Linked DNA regions of Mus musculus: all the other regions are linked to region 1. A link is a contact called in public Micro-C data. All regions are on one chromosome and are shown on one strand. The core of a region is the stretch at or near the end of the contact, and the rest is flanking DNA. Distances in the headings are between cores, read along the strand shown.

What was found. A called contact is a pair of places that touch in the nucleus more often than the background predicts.
Region 2: a contact with region 1 is called in a Micro-C map of embryonic stem cells, with 2.9 times the contacts expected there. The contact joins the promoter of Trpc1 here to the enhancer-like site in region 1. A contact is called at or near these places in 8 of 39 promoter capture datasets (the HPC-7 cell line, cranial neural crest, embryonic stem cells and 5 more), 2 of 484 Hi-C or Micro-C datasets (both in embryonic stem cells) and 1 of 9 other capture datasets (adipose tissue).
Region 3: a contact with region 1 is called in a Micro-C map of embryonic stem cells, with 4 times the contacts expected there. The contact joins the promoter of Atr here to the enhancer-like site in region 1. A contact is called at or near these places in 17 of 39 promoter capture datasets (the 3T3-L1 cell line, the C10 cell line, the HPC-7 cell line and 10 more), 38 of 484 Hi-C or Micro-C datasets (the C2C12 cell line, the G1E-ER4 cell line, the HL-1 cell line and 16 more), 13 of 115 datasets of contacts at active chromatin or transcription factors (cardiomyocytes, embryonic basal ganglia, embryonic forebrain and 8 more) and 2 of 9 other capture datasets (adipose tissue and embryonic stem cells).

Annotation. Positions count from the first base shown.
Region 1 is chr9:95,611,106-95,614,229 of GRCm38.p6, forward strand. No RefSeq gene overlaps it. Among named protein-coding and RNA genes, the nearest start is that of Gm25582, 12 kb to the right of the region's middle. Within about 2 kb of position 1,471, at least 14 of the 459 cell types and tissues checked have an H3K27ac peak or open chromatin away from gene starts, as enhancers often do. A contact at or near this core is called in embryonic stem cells, muscle stem cells and neural stem cells, where this site is marked.
Region 2 is chr9:95,748,803-95,752,057 of GRCm38.p6, forward strand. It overlaps Trpc1 (transient receptor potential cation channel, subfamily C, member 1), which reads right to left and starts at 1,546. Exons shown (of 13, transcript NM_011643.4): 1 at 866-1,546. The coding sequence starts at 1,037.
Region 3 is chr9:95,855,882-95,859,029 of GRCm38.p6, forward strand. It overlaps Atr (ataxia telangiectasia and Rad3 related), which reads left to right and starts at 1,716. Exons shown (of 47, transcript NM_019864.1): 1 at 1,716-1,902. The coding sequence starts at 1,844. It overlaps 1700065D16Rik (RIKEN cDNA 1700065D16 gene), which reads right to left and starts at 2,001. Exons shown (of 2, transcript NM_001271569.1): 1 at 1,626-2,001. The coding sequence starts at 1,875.

The sequences.
Region 1 (3,124 bases), core at 221-2,720:
AGATGTTGCAAGGCAAAAACTTTACTTTTATGGCCAGGCCAGAGTTATAATCTCCTCAAGTATAGGAGAATGGAAGCAGCCCAGACCAGAAACAGAAAGACCTTTTTATGGCAAACAAGCAAGTTATTAAAAAAAGAAGAAGAAAAAACCCTAGAATTTTGCAGTGATTTTTATGATCATAGAAAAGGTATGTGTTATGAATTTATGGTCAGACATGTTATGGGTTTATAGTAAGACGGTCAACATACCATGAAACATTTTATGGACAGTCAAGTCTCAAAACAATGAGGACAATTTACAATGTGTAGTTCACTAGATTATTGAGGAAAACAAAACAACAACAACAACAACTCTTAGTTAAGGGCATGATCAAAATCTAACATTGTTGAACCAAAAAGAAAATTGGAGTCAGCTGCCCCTGAGCAAACTTACTGTCTAAGGTGACTGTCTATCACTGAAGGAAGCCATGGCAGGAACTCAATCAGAGACCACTGAAGAACTGCTTACTGGCTTGCCCAGCTGCCTTTCTCTTACAGCCTAGGCCCACCTGCCTAGAGAGGGTACCACCCAGCGTGAGCTGGTTCCCCTTCCATCAACCAGCAGTCAAGAAAATGCCCCACAGACATGGCCACATGCCCATCTTATGGCGGCAACCCCTCAACTGACATTTCCTCATCCCAGTTATGTCAAGTTGACAAGGGAGAGTGACAGTTCTACTCTTTCATATCCTAGCTGCTGATCATTACTGGGGACAGACTTATCTCCACAGATATGGGGGTAGTATCTCAGGTAAGGTATTTCCCTTGAACATCACATCCAATGGAAGATAATCCCACCCACTTGCATTTTTAATCTGAGTGGCGATTTGAAACGGAAGTCAAAGCCATTCATACAAGCAAACCCTCTGTTGGCTGATAGCCTTCTATTTCAGGCACCGCTTCAAGGCTTTTTGCTATGTAATATATGCAAAATGATGCATGCATACATTTATCAAGTACTTCTGCTAAATTTCCCTTTTATGGTGGAGATGACAAGAGATGCACACCAACAAACAGTAACATTTTGAAATCTAGATAAGCTTTCTGTTAGGTTTCAGAGAAGCTCTAGACAAAGGGCTAACTGAGATACCTATTAAGATATCAAAGCAGCGATGGCCAGCTCTTCAGCATCCCTCAGTACCAGTGGCTCCGCCCAGCACTTCTCACCCCACCCCCTGCCCTAAACCTCTCCATCCCCCGAGCTTCACTTCCCTTCCCCCAGCTGTTCTTCCCTATGTAACCTCAGCCATTTTGGTTCCTGATTCCACTCTTGGCCTCTTGGTTCTTTTGGTTCCCATGTGCTCTCTCCGTTCCCTCTCTCTTGTCTTCCTCTCTCTCCCCACCCCTTCTTCTCTCTGGGTGAGGTTCAGTCTGAGCCATTCCAGACCCTCTCTCCCCACCCCCTCTTCTCTCTGGGTGGGGTTCAGTCTGAAGCATTCCGGATGCGTCTGGCTCTGCTCACCTTCACCTCTTCAACAGGAACTTTCTCCTCTACCATACCCAGGAGTGGCCGCTTCTCATTTTCATTCCCTTGCTATTTATAATAAAAGCAGCAATGTTACAAAGCATTAAGATGATTGTAACTGATACCTGACACCGGTAAGATAACTTTTAGCAGAGCACTCAGAGAGAAGAACCATCTCTCTCCTGGTGTTCTCTTCTTTCAAGACCAGATTTTTCAATCCAGGTTTGGTAGTGCCAGCTTTTGGAATCCCAGCACTCTGGAGGCAGAGGCATGCTGATTTCTGATTTCAGGTCTAGCCTGGACTCCACAAGTTCCAGGCCAATCAAGGCTACTTAGTAACACCTTGCCTAAAACACAAAGCAAACAACCACAAAACAGAACACAGTGAGAAACAAAACTGGGCTTTTCAAGGTTCTTATCCCATTGATTTAAACTAAAGGAGAAAAAACTCTTGGGGTTGGAGAGACAGCTTGGTGGTTAAGAGAATTGGCTACTCTTCTAGAAAACCTGAGTTTGAGGCCCAGCTGAAGAGCTCTGGTAGCCCTAAGCTTGGCAAACAAACTCTTGCAGGTCTTGCCCTCTCCCACTGGACATATCTGTGCTTTGTTGAGGCTCATTAGGGCAAAGCTCGTTCCACCAGGACAAAAGAATAGGATGTAAGTTCTACTTCACGCCCTGGCTTCTACCTGGGTTCTAACCCGGAATGTTACTTACTCTTCTCTCTACCTTTTAAAAGTTAGTTCAGGCTGCACGAGGTGTTTGCATGCCTTTAATCCTGGCAAAGGTAGACTGATCTCTGTGTGTTCCAGGCCAGCCTGGTTTACACAGTGAATGGCAGGACAATCAGGGCTACATATTGACACTCATCTTTAAAAAAAAAAAAAAAAAAAGGAAAAGAAAAGAAAAAGGAGTTAATTTTGCTAGGCCTGTCATGTTATGGAGAATGGAGGATTAGCTCTCCTCTTAATGAGATAATGCATCTTTCTTTCCCAGAAGCCGCTCCCTTGAGGAAGCCACTCACACGCCTTCTGTCGGGCAGCACTGCAGAGCCTCAGCTCTGCCAGCTGCCTGCTTTTCTTATTGTAACTTTTCCTTTCTCTTTATTTCTTTGTTGTCTTTCTCTCTTTCCTTCCTTCCTCCCTCCCTCCCTCCCTCCCTCCCTCCCTCCCTCCCTCCCTCCCTTCCTTCCTTCCTTCCTTCCTTTCTTTTTTCACTAACCAAAGCCAGGGCATGCTTTCCCTGACGCTCTGGGTCTCCACACTTATTCTATGAAGCTCCATTCCCCCGCCCCAGGCCCCGCCCACTTATGCCACTTTACTGATTACCAATCTCCATCACAAAAGACACAGCTTCCGGATCACCTAGCCAAGTGTCCAGTTGTCTTAAGCAGGACGCTGTATTGCAACTACTGGCTTCTTTCTGCTTTTGTTTCTGATAGCTCCGTGGTATAGATTTTTACCTAGCATTTCTGAGACCCTGGCTTCAACTACTACACAGCTAAAACTACATAAACAAGGTTCTCAATAATCGTCATTCAGAGGATTGTGAAATATGCACTGGAGGAAGCTGTCAGCTTGGTGAAAAGATCATCTAATCCTGTCATTTTTCTGTCTTTAAAATG
Region 2 (3,255 bases), core at 296-2,795, 140 kb after region 1:
CATGGTTCCAACAACGTTTTCCCAAATAAACACTGCCTTTCAACATCCAACTGCTTAACTGAGGAATGAGAATGTTTCAGTACTTTTTTTGTTTTTCAGATAAGAGATAAAAGCAATCTGGGAGCAACCAAGTTCCATGCTTGTCTTTTAATGTGGCCAGAAAGTGATCAATTTTTAGATTCAAAACCAGTATATTCCACATTATTTCGCCTATATTTACTTTTTTTTTTTTTTTACTACCTTTGCCTCCCTCCAACTCTCTGAAGCAATAAATCTTTCTCCCTAATAAAAAATACCGACATTTAAAAGGGGTTCCAGAAATTTGGGGAAAGTTTCGGCAACTAGGGCAGGATTTTTCGTATTATTTGTGTTAAAGATAATGGGATACTACTCAACTGTAACAGGCTAAGGCACTGCTGGCTGATGCTAAACAGAAGTAAAAGTCTTTTTTAAAAATAACAACAACAACAACAACAACAAACCTACAAGGTGACAGCCCATAAATCGGAGAAGTCTTAAGGGAAATTCGTAGAATTTTCGGATTAGGTCCAAAACTAGCCTCTGGCTCCCAAAGGAAGAAGTAACTTCAAACTAGAGTTTATTAGTGACAGAAGTGGGGCAACTTTGGGATCAAGGCTCCCTCCTCGCCATGGAAACGTCCCACCTGCGCGAGTCCACCGCCCCCGCCCTACCTGCCTGCTGCTCAAGCTCAATTAGGCAGAAGTCCTGCGGGCTGCACAGAGGTGGGAATAGCCGCTGCACACAAGGAAAAGCACGAGTGCCAGGAGTTAAGTTGAGGCAGGGGCCGGACCCGGGGAGTGGGTGCTAGGGTGTCCGGAGGTGGAGAAGGGGGCCTAGCTCTCACCCTTGTCGCACGCCAGCAAGAAAAGCTTCTCATTCAAGGTGTTCTCCTCCTTCACCTCTCGCACATCCTTCAGCGCCATCACTTCGTTGGGCGACGAGGAGGATGGGGAGGAAGGCAGGGAGGAGGAGGAGACGCCCGAGAGGTCCGTGCTCGGGTACAGGGCCGCCATCATCGCGGCCCACGACGGGGGCAGGCCAGGAGACGGAGGCGGGGCCCCCATGGGCGCCGACCCCGACCCCGACCCCGAGCTGGAAAACGGGTGAGTCGTTCCCACGGCCACATCGGCGTGCGGCCCGTTGGCCCCGAAGGGCGTCGCCTCGCCCCGAAACCAGCACTCGCCCTCCACGGACAGCCCCAGGTTGGTGGCCGCGCTGGCGCGGCCCCGGGGCCAGCGCCCTCTGCCCAGCCGCCGGCGCCCCGGTCGAGCTGGTCCGCGCCCGTCCGGGGACGACAGAGTGGAGCGCGCCAGGGCGGCAGCCGAGCGCGGGGCCGTGCCAGGAGCCGCAGGGGCCGCACAGGGAGCGGCCCGGCCTGGGAGGGAGTGAGGGGGCCGCCGGCCGGAGAGCTCGGCGGTGCGCTTCGCAGCACGTCTGGCTCCGGGGCTGTGGGAACCGCTGGCCCAGCAGCACCCACAGGAGGCAGAGGTTCGCGGCTTTCTCCTCACGTCATCCTCAGCCCCGCGGAGGCGACGACACCGGGGCGGGGCTTAAGGCGAAGCCGGGCTAGGGGCGGGGCTTGTAGGGGCGGGGCTCCAGGGCTGACGCGCCTCTCTGGTCGGTCGCCTAGCATCTTGGGCGCGTCTGCAGCATCTTTGAGCACCTGAGGGCATGGGAACCGCTTGGTGGCGGATTTCAGGTAATTTTATCCGCTGCCTGTTTGTGCTGCTGCTGCTACTGCAGCACAGAAAAGGGCCAAGGAGCTTCTGAAGGATTAACGTTTACTTGAAATCCTGTACGGAATTGTCCTAAAGCCTGGCCAAAGCAACCTGATTATGGAGTTTGTGTTTACAGTTCCCTCGTTCCTAAAGGCGTTTTAAAAACAATCTTTGTGATTTAATATGGTCTAACATTCCTGATATTTCCAAAGTCACTATAAAAGTATTCGCATGTAAGTCAAAGGCGACCTATAACCGTTGCATAAGCACAGTTTAGGAGTTACTCGCCATACAAGTCCTTTTAGTGGATTCGTTATATTTATCCTATCTAATTTTAAGAGATTCGCTATTTAGACAACAATTGTCTGACGTCCAGCAAATGCGACTTGAAAACTGCATCTTTTCAATAATTTTTAATTGCTTCCTGCAGTCAACACTAGGGGGAAAATCTGAACTCTACGTTTAAGATTTAGATTTTTAAAGCAATGGATAAATGTACTTAAATTTGAGGGGAATACTGCCTCTCCTATTCAGGCTACTTTGTCCCATTAGTTTCTCTTTCAACATTTAACTTACTAATTCTTAAAAATCAATGTTCTCTTTAGATATTCTCTAAAAGTCTTTGATGTCGAAGTCATCTTTTCAAACGTTTTCTGTATTTGATGTAAATGATAATCTCAAGTTGCTCCAGTTTTTGTTTCTAAATGATCTCCCCGTTGTCGTGTAATGTTTAATACACTTCCAAGTTTATGAGTTTGGTGAAATTTCCAAGAGGCTCAAGGTGAAGCCAGTGGGAGAGAGGAGCGCCCATACATTTGTATATGCACCTCCTTTGTTGCTCAGCAAAATGTTTAGCCAGTAGTAGAAATCTAATCCTGCGCTATCTGAAATTTCAGTATTTGAAGTTAACTCAAATGACTCACAGCCATACACAGATTCTTTATCCAAAGAACTATGGGACTGGATTACTTTCTAAGACTGGAGGGAATTCCAACCCTCTTTGGTAGTAATCTTAAGAGACCTTCCAAAGCACTAGAGAGCCTACTTCAGGCAAGCTGATAATTATAATGCAGGCTTTTGGATTGTCTCCGATACAGACAAACTGCTCAGCGGGCATAAATTGGGACATTCTAACAATACCTACATACTTAGCACATGTGATATGTAGATCAGTATTGGAGTTATGATGAACAATGGTATTCAAAAAACTCAAAAGTGGCATATTACTCTAAGCAACTCCATCAAGTCACAGGCAAACAAAACAGAAACCAAAAGAGGAATCACAACTCCAGCCAGAGAGGGGAAAGAAACTCAGATTTAGATCTAGTCCTACAAGTAGGATGCTACTGATATTTTTCATGTTCTCCTCCCTTTACTCCCGAGGAGCACATCTGTCTCTTTTTCATGGCGCCCACTCGATTGCTTTTCCTCAGAGAGCCCTGACCTCGCTACCCAGAAAACCTCCCCCTCTGCTCTCAGTCAGTCTGCAGCAAATCTCCCCCCACTCCAATGGTCT
Region 3 (3,148 bases), core at 466-2,965, 250 kb after region 1:
ACCCAGAAGGTGGGATGAAGATCAGCAGTTCAAGGTCATCCTCAGCTACATAGTGAGCTCAAGGCCAGCCTGGGCTATGGGGGACCCAATCTCAATAAGCAACAACAACAGCAGCAACAGGAGAAAAAGAGAAACTGTTGGTGATTCTGGGGAGAATTAGGGCAGGGAGGGGGAGGGACACAAGGGCAGAGTATAATAAATACTGGGTTAGGACTGAATGGGAGATGAAAATAGAATCAGCCTTACGAAAAATTCTTCTGCAGAGTTTGGCAGAGAGAGAGAGTCCTCAGAGGGAGGACCGACACTGGCCTTGGCATCTGCCTCTCATTTATTGGTGTATCACTAAGGCTGTCCAGATAAATGGCTGCCAGCTTCCTTTCATTCTGATTTGCACCCCCCTCCAAACTCAAGGGTAGCTTTGACTAGCTCTTGCTATTGTTTCAGACTGTGCCTCACCATGTAACCTAAGGCGGCTTAAGCTGGTTACCATGCTGCCTCCGCCTCTAAAGTGCTAGAATTATAGCCATGTAGTGCTGTGGCCAGCTTATTGTCACTCTGTGGAGAGCTATCAGTACCTCCCTACCACTTACCGACACTGGGTGATGGTGCTGTCCCTCAGTTGTGTTGGATCATATTCACAGATAGCCTAGGACATATGTGGACTGCCCATGGTGGCCCACCAACGGCACTGGGAGGAGAGGGGGTGGTATTGGAATGTAAAGTGAAAAACAAATAATTGTTTCAAAAATTGCTTTTTGGATTAGATTTGCCAGAGCTCTGCTGTTTGGGGTCCTGCACTTCAGAACTGCAGTGCTACTCAGTGATGAATTACATACTGGGTTGTTGTTGTTGTTGGTGGTGGTGGTAGTGGCTTTTGGTTTTGTTTTGTTTTTTGAGACAGGGTTCCCCTGTATCCCAGACTGCCCTTGAGCTCATTATAGAGCTAAGGATGGCTTTGAACTCTTGATCCTTCTGCCTCTATACCCAAAGTAAGGGGATTGTAGGCATGTGCAACTATGCCTTCTTTTTTAAAATCGTTTAACTGTAGTTTGTTTAGTACTCTAGGTCCTCTGTGCCCGAGCCTCACGAGCTAGGTTAGTGCTCTTCCACTGGACTGTGCCCTCAGCTCTGTCATTATTGTCATCTTTCTCAACATGATTTCAAAATAGCTAGCTTTTCTTGCTTTTTAGCAGATACACTATTTTTCATAGTTGCCTGTCCTATGTTAGGTTTCTATTGCTGTGATGGAACACAATGATGGAAAGTGACCTGGGAAGGAAAAGGTTTGCTTCAGCTTAAAGTTCCTCGTCACAGGGCATCACTGAAGGAAACGGGGCAAAGGGATGGGTGTTCAAAGTACAGCTTTGCAGTCAGAGCGCATCTGGCTGCCATTCCACCACTTTTTAATTTTATTTTTGGAGGTTGTATCAATAATTACCCTTGTGTCCTAAACAGCAAATGTAAGGATTACTGCATGGCCTTACCTAGTTAAATATGCCATTCGAACATAGTGAAATATCTAACTTTGTTGGGTCGTCAGGTCCCTCTCCGACCCAGATCCTAGCTTACGGCTTCCCTGAGCATCCAGGTTTGAGCAAAAAATACCCGTGGAGTAGGTCACGCACTCGCCTGGGAGGGAAAGTGGGCGGGCACGTCCGCTGTCGGCTCCGCCCCTGTCGCCTCTGGGATTTCCCCAGGGTTCCAACCGCAACCGAGAGCGGCTTCCGGGAGGAGAATTTTGGACCTCGCGGGGCTCCGTCGACGCTCCGCCCTCTCCACCGGAGGCGGCTGTGGAGAAGCCCGGCGCCGGCGGCGGCTGTTTTGAGAGCCGCTCGGTGTCACCATGGGCGACCACGGGCTGGAGCTGGCGTCCATGATCCCCGCCCTGCGGGAGTTGGCCAGGTAGGGCCGCGCGTCGTCGCCAGCTTCGAGTCGCCGGGTCTCCTCGGCCCGCGCCGCGGCCTGTGGCCGCCGTTCCCTCCCTCACAGTGGCAGTTGGCCGGAGCGCCGTGGCGACCCACGTGCCGGGGTGACCGTGGCAGCCGCGGCTCGGCTCGCGGGGAGCCAGTCCACGCGAGCTGCTTCCCGCTTGGCCTCGAGAAGGGTCTCTTCTGGCCATCTTACCACACTCGTTTGCTTCCCGAAAACTTCCCCCGGGTCCTGGTCCTTTGGTCGTTGTTGACGGAATCCATTGGCTGAGGTTTTGTTTGGGAATCACGGCCCCGCTTCTGAGGGAAGCGCGGCGGTTTCTCCTCCGAGAGAGGCCGAGCGTCGGCCAGCCCGCTACTCTAGTCGGAAGTCCCCGGGACTGGCCACGGGTCCACGGAGTCCAACGTGCACAGCGTCCCCCAAACTAAAACACGCGTTGGTGTTCATCTGCAGTTGCCTCTTTGAGGCTCGCCGCCTTCAATCCCAGAATTTGGGTGGCAGAGGTGCCCCTAGGCCAGCCAGGACTAAATAGTGAGACCTTGCCTCTGGAAAGACAAAGACAAGAGAAAAAAGGGGGTGGGGGGAAGCAAACCCCTTGTTTCTGTCAACCTCGAGAGTCAAAGGAGAACCGGGTTCCAATCAGAAATTAGCGCTTGCCACGCCCCTTCTGCGCTCTAGGTTTTCCTCTGTCAGGACACCGCAGCCATTGAGTTCTCAAGTCGGTTCTCTCAGGCTGGAAAGTTTGCACGTAGAGTTAGTGCTGACCTTAAGTCTGTGAGCTATCAGTTTCCTTTTAGTTTTGCACCGCAGCGATGTTCATTTCCTCCTGTTGGCCATACCAAAAACCGAAAACCTAAATTAGAGGATAAATGAAAAGACCACTTTTGTACTGTCTGAAGGGTTTTTTTGTTTGTATGTTTGTTTTTTTACTTTGCATGAATGTGGCAAATAGACTTTGTGGGAGCAAAAAAAAAAATCATTAAAAATTTGAATTTAGTAATTTCTGTCTAAAAGTATATGAGATAAAGTGATTTTGGAAAACTGATAATACAAATTTTGTCATCACTGAAATTCTGGAAGGCAGGGACCAACACCTGAGGTTGTTCCCTGTCCTTAACTCATGTACCGTGGCACAAGAACCTATATTCATATGTACATACATACATATATATCTCACATGCGCATACAGACTTTTTAAAATGATTAAAATTTTAAGTTT